Regions from separate parts of the Mus musculus genome. Here region 2 is linked to region 1. The links are chromatin contacts, called in public promoter capture Hi-C maps. All regions are on one chromosome and are shown on one strand. Each heading gives the region's core, a stretch centred on a gene start, on an enhancer-like site or on the middle of the called end of the contact. The rest is flanking DNA. Distances are from core to core; before and after follow the strand shown.

What was found. Capture Hi-C pulls out chosen DNA fragments and counts their contacts.
Region 2: a contact with region 1 is called in a promoter capture Hi-C map of liver. The contact joins two enhancer-like sites. A contact is called at or near these places in 2 of 39 promoter capture datasets (the C10 cell line and cranial neural crest), 1 of 115 datasets of contacts at active chromatin or transcription factors (embryonic stem cells) and 2 of 9 other capture datasets (adipose tissue and liver).

Annotation. Positions count from the first base shown.
Region 1 is chr11:50,191,404-50,198,812 of GRCm38.p6, reverse strand. It overlaps Mrnip (MRN complex interacting protein), which reads right to left. Exons shown (of 7, transcript NM_026543.3): 4 at 4,530-4,605; 5 at 1,721-1,869; 6 at 1,110-1,194. Among named protein-coding and RNA genes, the nearest start is that of Sqstm1, 16 kb to the left of the region's middle. Within about 2 kb of position 4,477, at least 11 of the 459 cell types and tissues checked have an H3K27ac peak or open chromatin away from gene starts, as enhancers often do. A contact at or near this core is called in liver, where this site is marked.
Region 2 is chr11:50,413,251-50,420,659 of GRCm38.p6, reverse strand. Rufy1 (RUN and FYVE domain containing 1) reads left to right here. Exons shown (of 18, transcript NM_172557.3): 3 at 166-283; 4 at 938-1,039; 5 at 3,353-3,476; 6 at 4,359-4,420; 7 at 6,078-6,143. Among named protein-coding and RNA genes, the nearest start is that of Rufy1, 14 kb to the left of the region's middle. Within about 2 kb of position 4,824, at least 32 of the 459 cell types and tissues checked have an H3K27ac peak or open chromatin away from gene starts, as enhancers often do. A contact at or near this core is called in liver, where this site is marked.

The DNA of each region.
Region 1 (7,409 bases), core at 3,228-5,727:
CAGCCTGGTCTACAAAGTGAGTTCCAGGACAGCCAGGGCTACACAGAGAAACCCTGTCTCGAAAAACCAAAAAAAAAAAAAAAAAAAAAAAAAAAAACCAATGGGACTATATCTACCGGATCACTAGGTAGTTCATGAAACATCAAAATTTAACTGTCTCTGGGCATTGTGCCCTGCTCAGCATGCAGTCTGAGGCTGAGCTGGTGGCCTTTTACCTCTTAGAGGGAGAACTCTCATTCCTAGGGCTTCCATAGCTGTGCTGAATATACAGTGGGCCCACTAGGTCTGAGCATCAGCATACTATAAAGTAAGCAGTGTGTTCCCACAGACAGAGCCCAGGCAACTCTGATTGTGACCAGGCTAACAAAGTTCCTCCACTCTGCAGGATCAGTCTTGCCTCAAATCCTACTCGCCAGCCTTGGTTGACTCCAAGGTCTCAAGCTATCCTCTTGGCTGTGAAATAACAGCATGAGATGACACTCATGACCATGTCTTGCTGTATGTCTGAGTGGCCTTGAATTGAGCTCTTCCTGCCTCAGTCTCTTGAGGGCTGGGATTATGGGTGTATTCCACCTGGCTCACGAATTGGTCTTTTTGTGGGGTGGGAGGAAACAAGTGTCTGCTATGTACCCTGGAACTTGCTCAGTATACTAGACTGGCTTTGAATGCACAGAAACCCATCTATGTCTCCTAAGTGCAGAGATTAAAGGTATGTGCCACCATGCTTAGCCTAGGACGGAGCTTTAAGGAGAAAAGACATGAATCTCATGTTACAAGTTGTACTTTTTAGTATATAAATCTCTTATCAACTGTGAAGAAATATAAGATATCTAAAGTTTCATGTCTTCAGTCTTAGTGCTCACGAGGCACAGAGAAGATATTATAACCTGGGCCCAAAAGTTTGAGGCCAGCCTAGGCAATGAGGCAAGGCCATGTCTCCAAGAACAAAAACCAAACAAACAAATTCCATGGGGCTGGGAGCATAGCTCAGTAATGATGTTTATGCCTATCACACACAAGGCCCTGGCTTAAAGCCCTAACACTGCACATGTGTGTTTCTGTGTATGCAAATAAGCATGCAATCCTACGTTGGCCCCACGGTCACTGACCTGGTGTTCAAAGTTGTCTTCAACACTGTCCACACCCTGGCCATGCAGGCTGTGTGCAGGCTGCCCTGTGCGCTGATTCCATTTCCTGGAAAAGGAAAGAGGCAAGTAAGCTCTCATCTCATCCAATGATCTCACAGAAAGCAACTGAGATGATGGTCTGGCCTGACTCTGACGGGGAGGGATCATGAACTCTTACAGGTTCCTACAGCACCTCCAGAGCAGCCCAGCCAGGCCTCTTCTTTGGCTTGTGTACTTTCAATCTCCTTTGTCCTCTGAGAGTCATGCACCATCCTGAGCTTAGCACAGTCTCTCTGGAAACTTACTAAGACACATGGGGATCTGGAGAAAACTCCCAGGCCCACTGATTACTTTGGCCACACTTCCATGGCCAGCCTTGAACTCATGGCACTCCTACTTCAGCCTCCTCCTCAGGAATGGAGCTGTAGGCATCCAGGCCAATGGCTTAGCTAGCCTTCTGCTCCCCTCTGCCAGACAGCACACTCTGATGGTTAGCAGTGATGGCTAAACTTAGTGACTTCTGGGGCTGCACACCCACCCCCCTTCAGGAGTAGTGTGGGCATGGGGAAAGCTGGATGAGACCCGCTTGGTACCTCTTCCTGGGTTGGGCTGGACTGCTTGGCCGCTCAGCACTGGTTGAAAGCTGTGTCTTAAGAGCTGGTCTCCCTCTGTCCAGCTCCTGGTCCTCGCAGCCCTTGTCCAGATACTTCAACCAACGGGACTCGAGGGGCTTAGACGGTGCCTAAATGGCAGAGCAAAAGGCAGATCTCAGAGTTTAAAGCAGCCTAGCCCACCCCATAATGCTTAGGTCAGGGTTCTTAGGACCCATGTCTCTCTCATCACTAGGAATCACTAGGAAAGACTTCTAGTAGAGCAAAATGTGGACACAGCTGCCTGCCCTGAGACCCCACAACACTGGCTCTCAGCCTTTCCAATGCTGCGGCCCTTTAATACAGTTAGCGCCTCATGTTGTGGTGACCCCAGCCATAAAATTATTTTCACTACTATTTCATAACTGTAATTTTGGTACTTTTTGTTTGTTTGTTTGTTTGTTTTTGGTTTTTCAAGACAGGATTTCTCTGTGTAGCCCTGGCTGTCCTGGAACTCACTCTGTAGACCAGGCTGACCTCGAACTCAGAAATCTGCCTGCCTCTGCCTACCAAGTGCTGGGACTAGAAGGTGTGCACCACCACTGCCTGGCAATTTTGGTACTCTTATGAATTGTAATATAAGTATCTGATATGCGGTACATGTGATATGCAACCCCTATGAAACTGTTGTTCATCCCCAAAGGTGTCTTGACCCACAGGTTGAGGACCAGTGCTCTAGTAGGCTGGTGTACACAGGCTTGTCTCGGACCTTCACAGTGTCAACATTCTCCAACACTGCTCACTCACGATGCACAGTGAAGAGCGAACTGCAAATAGCAAATGATTAAGACAGGAAATTGGTGTACCAAGACACTCCAGATTTCTGTTTGTTTTTGTTTTTTTCTAGACAGGGTTTCTCTCTGTCTCCTTGGCTGTCCTGGAACTCCCTCTGTAGACCAGGCTGGCCTCAAGCTCAGAGATCTACCGACCTCTGCTTCCTGAATGCTGGAATTAAAGGCATGCACCAACTGCCTGTTGACACTCTAGAATCCTCAAACATGAAAATTCCTAAGGACTATACAGTTCCAGAGAGGAGTCAGTACTGTTGCTCAAACCTGGGACTAGTCACACAGACACCAGGCAAGTGGTCTACCCTAGGCTGCATCCCAATCCCCAGCCCCAGGTATTACTTGTAGTAAGAATGGCATAAAATAATCTTTGTAAAGGACCAAACAGGGCTAGGTGTGATGGCGCACACCTTTAGTCCCAGAACCCAGAGAAGCCAGGGCCATACAGAGAAACCCTGTATCAGAGAGAAAGAGGGGGGCGGGGAGGAGAGAGAGAAGGGGCGGGGAGGAGGAGAGAAGGGGGAGGGGAGGGGGGAGAGGAGGGGAGGGGAGGGGAGGAGAGGGGGGAGGGGAGGGGAGGGGAGGGGAGGGGAGGGGAGGGGAGGAGAGGAGAGAGGAGAGAGAGAGAAGAGGGAGAGGGAAGAGGAGGAGACTGAGCAGAAGTGTATACATGGATACACACACACACACACACACACACACACACACATGTCAGAAGGGCTTTTTGTGTGCTTCTAAGTGCTTCCTTTGTTTAAAATAAACTATGAAAGCTAAGTGCAGAGAGATGGTGGCTGGTGTAAGTCATGAGCAGAGGAGAGTCATAGCTGCAGATGTGTCGCAGGAGTTTCTATACATCACACTGGTAGTCACAGTGCAGCATCCTGGTTTAATACTGTGTCAGTCAAGTTAGTCACTAGCCAGGTGAGGCGGTGCACACCTTTAATTCCAGCATTCAGAAGGCAGAGACAGGCAGATCTTTGAAAGTTCGAGGCAAGCCTGATCTACAAAGTGAGTTCCAGGAAAGTCAGGGCTGTTATACAGAGAAACCCTGTCTCACAAATCAAAAAAGAAGCCAGTACCTACCCACCCAACAGTGCCTGCCTGGCTGAGCACCTATTTTGTAAGCCTTCTTCAGGCTCTAGGGCTAGAGAACACAGCTTGCCATTCCTGCTCTTGAGGAGTGAGTCTGCAGCAAGGGAGGGGGAGGGTAGGTGCAGCAGGGTGAAAGCACGGAGGTTCAGAGAGCTCTGCAAGCAGATAAGGGAAGTCCAGGTCATAGAGCAGGTGATGAGGTATGCACCTTTGCAAAAGGACAGGGTCTTTCACCGTTGTGTTTCCTGCAGCGTCACACCAGTGTCTGTCATTAGGATGCAACAATAAGCATTTGCTGAACCAATGACTTTTGTTATTGTTGGGCATTGATTCCCTAGCCTTGGGCATACAAGGCAAACACGTGACTAATGAATACTGTTAATACTTACAGTTTTGGGCTAACCTGCACAAGATTCCAACACACCAGACTCAAGTGAAAAATCGAGTCACGTGTGTTAACTTGGCACTCTATCACTAACTTGGAACTGAAAATTTTCAATTCCTGGAAAGCAGGAGAGATGGTGGCCCAATGCCCTAAGAGGCCAGTGTCTATGGACACGGACACTGCAGCAGCTCTCTCTGAGGTGATGCTTAGTCCCAAAAGGAAGCTGAACTGAGCCATCAGTCTTTCCTATGGTTCTGACTCCCTGTCAACTTACAAAGGAAGCCACCTGAGGTGTCCGTTTACCTTCTGTTCAGCGTCTTCCCCTCAGCCCTGTCTACTCAGCTCACTGGTGTGTTCGTTCTGGTTTATGGACTGAAGGTCCCGCCTGACTCTAACAGGCAAATGAAGCCAACTAAGACCTTTAAATGCCTTGTAATTTGTTCTTGGGCGGCCCAGGGGACAGGGTGGGGCAGTGGCACGGACTTACCTGCTGACTCCCAGCCTCGGCCTGCAGAGGGCCTGCATTTTCTTCTTCACTGCCATTTACAGCTTCCTCCACAGACCTTAAGGGAAGATGGCAAATATGGCCCCGTGAAACCACAGGAAGATGTAGGACAGGGAAGGTGAAGCAGGTGGGTACAAGAACTGGCAAGGCTAGGGCTGTCCTGGGGTGTCACAGACATTCCTGCTGCCCTCATGGAGGCACTCATTTCTCAGCACTTCAGGAGGTTTGGGCAGAGTAGTTACTCCTTGTGACTGAGGGCCAGGACAGCCAGGTAAAACAGTTAAGTACAGGTACTTCAGGTTACAGTCCATGTCCACCTCACAGAGATCTCTACCTGCCTCTGCCTTCCAGGTTCTGTGATTAAGGACTTATGCCACCACCACCTGGCTCTTAGGCAAATCTTAAAAAGGAACTTTACATACATATAAGTGGGTGTAATAAAACTACTTTTCCTGGAGAGATGGCTCAGTTGTGAAGAGCATCGTTGCTTTTGCAGAGACTTGGGTTAAATTCCCAGTGTCCACAGATGGCTCATAAGCACCTATGACTCACGTTCCAGGGGGTGATGTCCTCTGAGCTCTGCAGGCACTAGGCACACACCTAGTGCACATACATACAAGCAACAAGACACAAAATAAATCTAAATAAAATGTAAAACCCTTTTAAATTTTTTAAAATTAACTAAATGGGATATAACATTTATACTGAGTAAACCTAGCTTAGTGTTTGTTGCTTTGTTTGAGTGTTTGTTGGTTGTTTTTGATATGGGGTCTCATTATGTAGCTCTGGCTATCCTGGAACTCATGTAGACCAGGCTGGCCTGACTCACAGAGATCCTTTTGACTCTGCCTCCCCAGTGCTGGAATTTGTGTCATCGCCACCAAAAGGTTTTTTTTGTTTTTGTTATTTTTGTTTTGTTTTCAATGTTGGGGACAAAGAATGCCTCCTTCCTGCACAGTAGGCAGGTGCTCAGCCATGAAACCACATTCCCAGGGCTGAAGCGATAATTCTGTCTGTTTGTTTCTTTCTTTCTTTTTGTTTTTTTGTTTTTTGTTTTTTTTTTTTTTTTTTTTTTTGAGACAGGGTTTCTCTGTGTAGCCCGATAATTCTGTCTGTTTCTTTCTTTCTTTCTTTTTGTTTTTTGTTTTTTTTTTTTTTTTTTTTTTTTTTTTTTTGAGACAGGGTTTCTCTGTGTAGCCCTGGCTGTCCTGGAACTCACTTTGTAGACCAGGCTGGTCTCGAACTCAGAAGTCTGCCTGCCTCTGCCTCCCGAGTGCTGGGATTAAAGGTGTGCCCGGCTATAATTCTGTTTCTTATTTGAGATATTTTTACAGTTATCTATGTATGTGTGCGTGCACACATGCCAGCATGAGAGAAATGAGGGAGGCCAAGACAACTTCCAGGGGTCGCATGTTTCCTCCTCCTGCGTGGGTCCCAGGGATCAAGGATTAGCTTGTCAGGTGCCTTTACCATAACACTGAGCCATCTCACTGGTTCTGGTACTTGGTTTAAAAAAATCAATCTCCCAAGAGTCCACTGAATTCACACAGAAACACAGTTTCACTTTGTGTGCTGACGTGGCTCAGCGATGCTGGTGACCCAGCTGCATTTAGTAGTCTTGTTTCCCAGACAGAATTTCCCTGTTTGCAGACAGAACAACGGATTTACGTTTAGGGTTTAAATGCTCTGCTCTTATAATTTCATATACTGCTACACACACACACACACACACACACACACAGTACTCAGGACTAAACTTAGGGCCTCTCCTATGTTACACAAGACCACTAGGTTCTGACCCCTATCCTACTTAGTCTCTCCAGCTGCATTTAATCTCTTGTGGCACTATGATCGAGTTACTTGGCTTTTTACTTTTTTTTTTTTTTAAAGATTTTATTTATTATTTTATGTAAGTACACTGTAGCTGTCTTTAGACACACCAGAAGAGGGCCTCATATCTTACTAAGGGTGGTTGTGAGCCACCATGTTGTTGCTGGGATTTGAACTCAGGACCTTGGGAAGAGCAGTCAGTGTTCTCACCCACTGAGCCATCTTGCCAGCCCGTTTTTTTTTTTTTTAACCCTTGCTCATTGACTCATATTCCTGAGGCAAGATTAAATGCAGGGAGTTCATCAGTCAGGTCCCAACCATTGGAAGCCTGACCTTTAAAGACAAATGTCTAATAAAAACATCTGGAAACTCACTCCAAAATAGTACCGGAAAAGGAGGACTACCACGTGCTGTGCTCCATATAGGTAGGGGCCTACTCTCATCCTTCTGAGAATCGCCTCACACCCTCTCCTCCCTGTCTTCCTCTCTCTGATATTGGCGACCACTGCTCTCCTGAGTGGGAGGAAGCAGGATGTGAGGGGGCCCCCTGCTCCCCTCCTAATTTGACAGTCACATAGCTGACCAGGCTTTTGTTTCTCCACAACTTGTCCTTTCATGACTGATCTGTGGCCAAGTTTTAGGCTGAGTCCCCCTGTGAGGAGCCTGAATATTCTCTGGCTCCAGAATAATGAGTAGCTACAAAGTGAACCCAAGTTTTATACTTTCAGGAGTGTGAGGGGTACTCTGTGGGGTGTCACAGTTGAGGGAACACAGGACTCTAGGGATGAAGAGTGGCTGCCCCTTCACAGGGTCCGTGTTGTCTTGCACCCCTGTTCCTTCTAGCAAACCTCTGGGATCTACACTCTCTGGACCACCTCCGCTGCTGTGGGATCCTCATTTTCCTCTGCTCCGGCATGGAGGCTCTCCTGGCTCTACCTCCCCTTCTCTGCTGGGGTCTATAACCCTTGCGTAATCGCTGTAGCCAATGTTTCAGGACTAGTGGGGGGGCTTGGGAGAACTGGCAGATGCTCA
Region 2 (7,409 bases), core at 3,575-6,074, 220 kb before region 1:
GAAGGCAGAGCCAATTTGTTCTGTGGCCTCTGCCATCCAAATGCCTGGGTCGTAGGATGGAGTGTGGAGCTACGGAGCTGTGCTTGGCTTTTGAAAGGAAGCCAGTGGGGCCCAGGAGGGCCTGCAGCCCATTCTCATGACTTACACTCATGTTTCCCCTTTTAGTCAAGAAGAGTTTCATTGGCCAAAATAAGTCTTTCTTTGGTCCTTTGGAGCTGGTGGAAAAACTTTGTCCTGAAGCATCAGATATAGCTACCAGTGTCAGGAATCTTCCAGAACTAAAGTGAGTAAGAAGTAGTAACGCTGAGTGTTTGCTTGCCTCTCTCGGGTGTTTGCCACCTCTGAAGTCCTTCCTAACTTAACACTCTGTAGCAGGAACCATGACATGGATTCTGACCCCACCTGTGCTGCTCACTCGTCACATGACCTTGAGCGAGACTTGAACCTTTCTGAGCCTCCCACTCCTGTTCTTTAATATGAAGACAGCGGCTGCCCCTTGCCACGTGGTTCAGGTCGTTTACATTTGTTGTTGGACTGCAGACAGGGCACTTGCTGCTCTCACTGAGGACTGGAGTTTGGTTTCCAGCACCCACAGCAGGTGGAACGTGGGAATCAGGGAAACTGCAGACGTGTCTCTAGCCCAGTGATGTGGTATTTCACCACAAACATAAGTTGCATAAATGAGCCTGAGCCTCAGAAATGTTATAAGACCCTTAACACTTGAAGAGCCTGTGGTACAAAATGCAAAAGGCACCTAAGTTGCACAGCGTGCATTCTCTGTGCCCAGACAGTACCTCTCTAACCCCTACACTACAGTGTGACTCGTGTGTGTACGTGTATGTGTACACACACACATTCCTCCCACAGGTAATTATTTTGTTCTGTGTTTGTTGCTGTTCTTATGCTGTTGTGGTCTGATTCTCTGTTTGAATTCTAGGACAGCCGTGGGAAGAGGCAGAGCGTGGCTTTATCTTGCTCTCATGCAAAAGAAACTGGCAGATTATCTGAAAGTCCTCATAGACAACAAGCAGCTCCTAAGGTATCACAGACAACACACATCCCCTAAGGTATCACAGACAACACACATCCCCTAAGGTATCACAGACAACACGCAGCTCTAAGGTATCATAGACAACACACATCCCCTAAGGTGTCACAGACAACACGCAGCCCTAAGGTATCACAGACAACACACATCCCCTAAGGTATCACAGACAACACACATCCCCTAAGGTATCACAGACAACACGCAGCTCTAAGGTATCATAGACAACACACATCCCCTAAGGTGTCACAGACAACACGCAGCCCTAAGGTATCACAGACAACACACATCCCCTAAGGTATCACAGACAACACACATCCCCTAAGGTATCACAGACAACACGCAGCTCTAAGGTATCACAGACAACACGCAGCTCTAAGGTATTGCATCATTATATTTGTCTCTATTACTTTGTAGTTGCAGCATAGTCTGTAAGTCATTGTCAAAAAAAGAAAATAGAGTGTTCCTAGCTGAAATCAAATCATCCTAGATCCTAGTTTTCAGTGCTCTGAGGTTTGGTTTGAAGTGTTTCTTTCTTTCTTTCTTTTTTTTTTTTTTTTTTTTTTTGGGTTTGTTTGTTTGTTTTTCCCAGAGACAGGGTTGCTCTGTATAGCCCTGGCTATTCTGGAACTCACTCTGTAGACCAGGCTGGCCTTGAACTCAGAAATTTGCCTGCCTCTGCCTCCCAAGTGCTGGGATTAAAGGCGTGCGCCGCCACCGCCTGGCTTGAAGTGTTTCTTTATTGAACCCAAATATCCCAGAAGCATTATGACTGAAACTCACAGGACTTCATTTTGAAATTCTAAAGATAATTCTCCCAGAATATTAATGCTTATAATTTGGTAACTGTCAGCCCATTCAATAAGTTTCAATAAAATGGTATTTAATAGACTGGATGATAACAGGAATAAAATAACTGTTGAATGGTGGGTAATTCTTTTTGTAAAAAACATACATATGTCATCCTAGCTGAAGATTTCATATCCAGTTTGTAAAATGTGGATTTGTTAGCATTAGTGAAAACTTAAATAATGGCTATCACTGAAATTTATGACTGACTCATTCTTTATATGTATGGCTTATAAACAAGTAGTCATTGTAAAAGAGATTTTCTCTAGACTGAAATTTATATAACAGAAATCTCTAGAGTTAATCTCTTGTCTAACTCAGATTAAAATTTCCTTTTCATCGTAGCCAAGACCCAAATTTTTTTTATTGTTGAACATAGCTTGTTTTAATTTTTGGTTTTTCTTTCCTTTTAAATTTATTTACTTATTTTCAGGAGTTGTGAATACCATGGCACATACATGTGGGTCAGGAAAATAAAATGAAGTCAGTTCTCTCCCCTTTTGGGGCGGGGGAAGGACAAGATTTCTCTGTATAGACCAGGCTAGCCTTGAACTCACAGAGCTTCCCCTGCCTCTGCCACCCAAGTGCTGGGATTACAGATGAGTGCCAGCACACCCTCTCAGTCCCCTCCTTCAATCCAGCAGGTTCCAGAGATCAGCTCAGAGTGTCAGGCTGGTGGCAGGGGCCTTTGTCACTGTCACCTCACCAGCCAGTCATGGTGACCTAATGTTTCAGGCAGCCAAGGTCTTCGATAGAGAGAAGCCAAGTGAAGACACAGGGACACAAGGCAGGACAACAGGAAGACAGAGGCCAGGAGTAGGGGAGAGAGAGGGGAAGTAGTGGCTCGGGATATAAACTGCTTGCTTTGCAGGCATGAGGTTCAGTCCCCAGCACATACATGAAAAAGCTGGAGTTAAAAGCTCTCTTTCATGCAGACAAAACACCCATACATACACATAGAATAAAATGATAAAATATAAAATAAAAAGCAGCCATCTAAGAACCAGCACCTGAGGTTGACCTCTGGCTAAGCTTTGGCTCACAGGTTTCTGAGGTTTCGGTCCATAACTGGTCCTTTTGCTTTGTGCCTGGAGCAAGGCAGCATATCCTGTAGGAAGCATGTGGTAGGTAGAATAAAAACTGACTTCCTGGACAGAAAGGGAGAAAGAGGAAAAGGCAAAGGTCACACACCTTCAGAACACACCTCTGGTGACCTCTCAGCTGGTCCCTCTCCTAACTGCAACCAAGCTGGGAAGCAGGCTGGTCACATGGATCTCTGGGGAGACATGTAGGCCAAGAAGAGGCATTTGACATGTTAGGAGAAAGGAGGGTCCCTGAGGGTCCCTGCTCCAGGGTAGGTGCCAGTGGAAGGATCCTAGCGATGCAAAGGCAGGAGAGCTGGGGTGAGGTGAGTGAGGGTGTTTGTGAGTAGCTCCCTGACATGCCAGTCTCTTGCAGTGAGTTCTATGAGCCCGAGGCCTTAATGATGGAGGAGGAAGGAATGGTGATCGTGGGTCTGCTGGTGGGACTCAACGTTCTGGATGCCAACCTCTGCTTAAAGGGAGAAGACTTGGATTCTCAGGTAACGTGGATTTAGGCCCTAGTGGGATGAACCCGGCCAGCGGTTGTTGGCTTGAAATCTGCAGACAGCTCTCCATTTTGATTGGATGTAATTTCCTGTAATGATCTCCATCTGTTGCAAGGAGAAGTTCTTGATGGGGGTGAGGACTACACTTATCTGTTAGTATTTGGATAGGTATTTAGAATGTAGTTTGAGAGTATGCTGGTTTAGTAAAGTGGTGGTTGTAGGTTCCTCTCCAAGATCCATGTCTTCACTAGCTCTGGGCAGATGGCTAAGTTTCCAGCACCAGACATGGTTTCCCTCTTGTTGAGTGTGTCTTCAATTCAGTGAGAGAGCTGTTACTTACTGCCAAGGGATCTGTGCCACTCCTGGACCCTTAGTCTGTGGTGCCATGCTGGTCATTGTTCGGTTCATGTCAGCCTTTCTTATAGCATCCAGGACCACGTGCCCAGTGGCACCACCTACAAGGGCTGGGCCTTCCCATATCAATCATTAATCAAGAAAATGCCTCATAGGCTCCCTACAGAAGCATTTCCCAGTTCCCTCTTCTCAGATGATTCTAGCTTGTGTCAGGTTGACAAAACTAACAAACAAACAAGATAGGGGTGCAAAGGACTTAGAAGTGTCCCATAAACAAGACTGTCCTTTAGTCTAGAAGTCTCTCTAGTGTTCGTTCTCTCTCTCTCTCCCTCCCTCCCTCCCTCCCCTCTGTTTTAAAATTACTTAGTACACCCAAACCTTTGATGCTCTTTATAAATGCCCCATCCTCCTTTGGATGCACACACAGTTGTGGGGTGACCATCCTGAATCTCAAGGCTTACAGGGCTTGTGGGGATGAGCACAGCACGTTTGATGTGAGCTTGTGCCCTCTGTCTCCATCAGGTCGGGGTGATTGACTTCTCTCTCTGTCTGAAGGACGCACAGGATCTTGACAGCGGCAGAGAGTGAGTAGTGAGCTGCTCGCAGCCCCTCACCAGCTGGTGACACGGGCTTGGGTTTGCTTTGCAACTTCAGCTTTGTTTAGTTAATTTAGTTACAGAGGTGAGTCTGGTGGCATCCTCTCTGTTTCAGGAGTTGCTCTCAGAATTGAGCATGCGTGTGGAAGTTCCCCTTTTATACCATCTCCTTTGCCCATCGCAGTCCACTCCCCTCACCACAGGAAGCTGCTATGGTCACTTCCATCTAAGCCATGTGGGGTGTGTGTGTGTGTGTGTGTGTGTGTGTGTGTGTGTGTGTGGTGTAGCATGTGGGTGGATGCATATTCCACAGCACACATATGGAGGTCAGAAGACAACTGTGTGGAGCTGGTTCTCTGTGGCCACCTTTATGTGGGCTCTGGGAATTATACTCAGGTCATCTGACCTGCGTGGCAAGTACTTTACCCACTGAACCATTGCATCAGACTCCAGGTTTATTTTTGGTTTTTTTTTTTTTTTTTTTTTTTTTTTTTTTATTGACTGTCCAAAACATACTGAGCTTTTTCTACCAATAATGGGATAACTGTAGGACACCCCTAGTGGTTGTGTGTTATGCAGACATACAGGACTAAATCTGATCTACTTGTATAGTAGACCAAGAGAAATTCACCCAAAGGACGATGAAATGAGAAAAGTATGATAACAAGGAATACATATATTTCTTTTTTATAAGCCAAAACAAGTTGAGTATATAGTGCGTGGTATATGTTAGCTCGATGTGCTGGTTAGAGGCACAAAAGAAGATAGCCAGTAAGCCATGACTATGGGTTACCTCAAGGAGCACTAGCAAGTAAAGAAAAAGCAAAAGGTAAAAGAAACAAAAGGATAGCAACTATAAAACAAACTCCAGCCCAGCACCTGTGGCATGAAACAATGTGGCACAGCCCCATTTACGTGAGCTACAAATATAGAAGTATGTGTTAAGGAGTGACAGGAAGGTCGGTGAGATGGCTCCGTGCAGCTCTCGCACACACAGACACACAGACACACACACACACACACACACACACACACACACACACACACACACGACTTACAGAAAGAAAGAGCTGGAGAGATGGCTCAGTGATTAAGTTGCTGCTCTTATACAGAACCCGCATCCGGTGGCTCACAGCTGTTTGTAACTCCAGTCCCACAAAATATGACACTCTGTCTTCCAAGGGTATTTGCATATATGCTGTGCATACTGACAAACAGGAAAACACGTATACGCAAAAATTGTAAATGATTGGAATTTTTAAAAAAAAGAAACCGATCAGAGGGAGAGCTCTACTGTGAAATGTTGAGGGCTTTTTCACTCTAACTTGTCCTGCTGTGTTCTGAAAGTCTTTGTTTCCTTGAGAGCGTGTCCCCTTTCCTTCAGTACAGTAAGACCCAGAGCCACGTGTGTGGCGGCAGGTGTGTTCACTGTGCACAGATGCCAATGGCTTTCTGTCCTCCCCACTGAGGCACAGGTGGTCAGGGACCTGTCCTCAAACCTTGATGCTGTGTCAGGCAAGCCATGCTGTTTACTCCACAGTGGCTCTGCCGGTCTCAGTTTCTGAAGATCGGGATGGCTGTACACAGGCCATACATAGACGGTTTGACATGGATCTAAGGTCTTCTCTCTGTGCTCTTCTCATAGGCATGAAAGAATTACCGATGTCCTTGATCAGAAAAATTACGTGGAGGAACTTAACCGGCACCTAAGGTAAGGCTCACTCCTCGCCAGTGCCAGTTGTTCTGTTGGGTGCCACAGACCTTTGCCGAGGTCTACAGTTTTAACTGTTAGGATTACGGTTTGTCTAAACAGAGAGACAAGTTGTAACCATTCAAGCCACATTTGTGTGTCCAGCCTCAGAGAGGACCCCTCCCTGATGAATGGCTTTGGGAAGACCTTGGGCTTTGTTTTGTACCGTGGTACAGCACGGAGATATAAATACACAGAGCCTGGAGCTCTGCCCCTACTCCACAGCCTTAGGAAAGGGAACAAGTGAAATAATATGAGAAATGAAGGAAGAGGCTAGCAGTGGTCTCAACCTTCCTAACGCTGTGACCCTTTCATACTGTCAGTTCCTCATGCTGTGCTGACCCCCAGACATAAAATTATTTCATTGCTACTTGATAACTGTAAGTTTGCTACTGTTATTAATCATGATGTAAATGCTTTTGGAGCTAGAGGTTTGCCAAAGAGGCCGTGGCCCACAGGTTGAGAACCACTGAGCTAGAGTCCCGGCTCAGCAGTTAGGAAGGCATATTGTGCTTCCAGAGTTGTGTTCCCAGTACCCACCTCAGGCAGCTCTCAACTGCCTGCAGCTCCAGCTCCACAGGGAGCTATCATCTCTGGCCTCCATGGGCGGGCACACACACACACACACACACACACACACACACGTGAATAGGTGTGTGTGCGCGTGTGTGCATTAAACAGAGTCTGGGGCTGAAGAGATGGCTCAGCGGTTAAGAGCACTGACTGCTCTTCCAAAAGTCCTGAGTTCAAATCTCAGCAACCACGTGGTGGCTCACAACCATTCATAACAAGATCTGATGCCCTCTTCTGGAGTGTCTGAAGACAGCTACAGTGTACTTACATATAATAAATTAAAAAAAAAAAAAAAAAAAAAAAAACAGAGTCTGACTATGTAGTCCTTGGCTGGTGCGGAGCCTGGAACTCACAAAGACACATCAGCCTTTGCTTCTCCAGTCTTGGGGTTAAAGGTGTGAGCCACAAGCATGGCCTAAAATGAAGTCTTAAATTTAGGGGGAGGGGGAGGAAGTCTGGGGTTGTGATTCAGAGAAGCCCTAGATTTCAGCCGCATCTCTCACACACACACACACACACACACACACACACACACACACACACACACACACACAAGGTTGAGTGAGGGATGATGTACGTGCATATGCTCGAGTTCCTGGTATGTATGCTTGACTAGAGCATTAATAGTGAAGTGAGCTGGGCATGGTAGTGCAC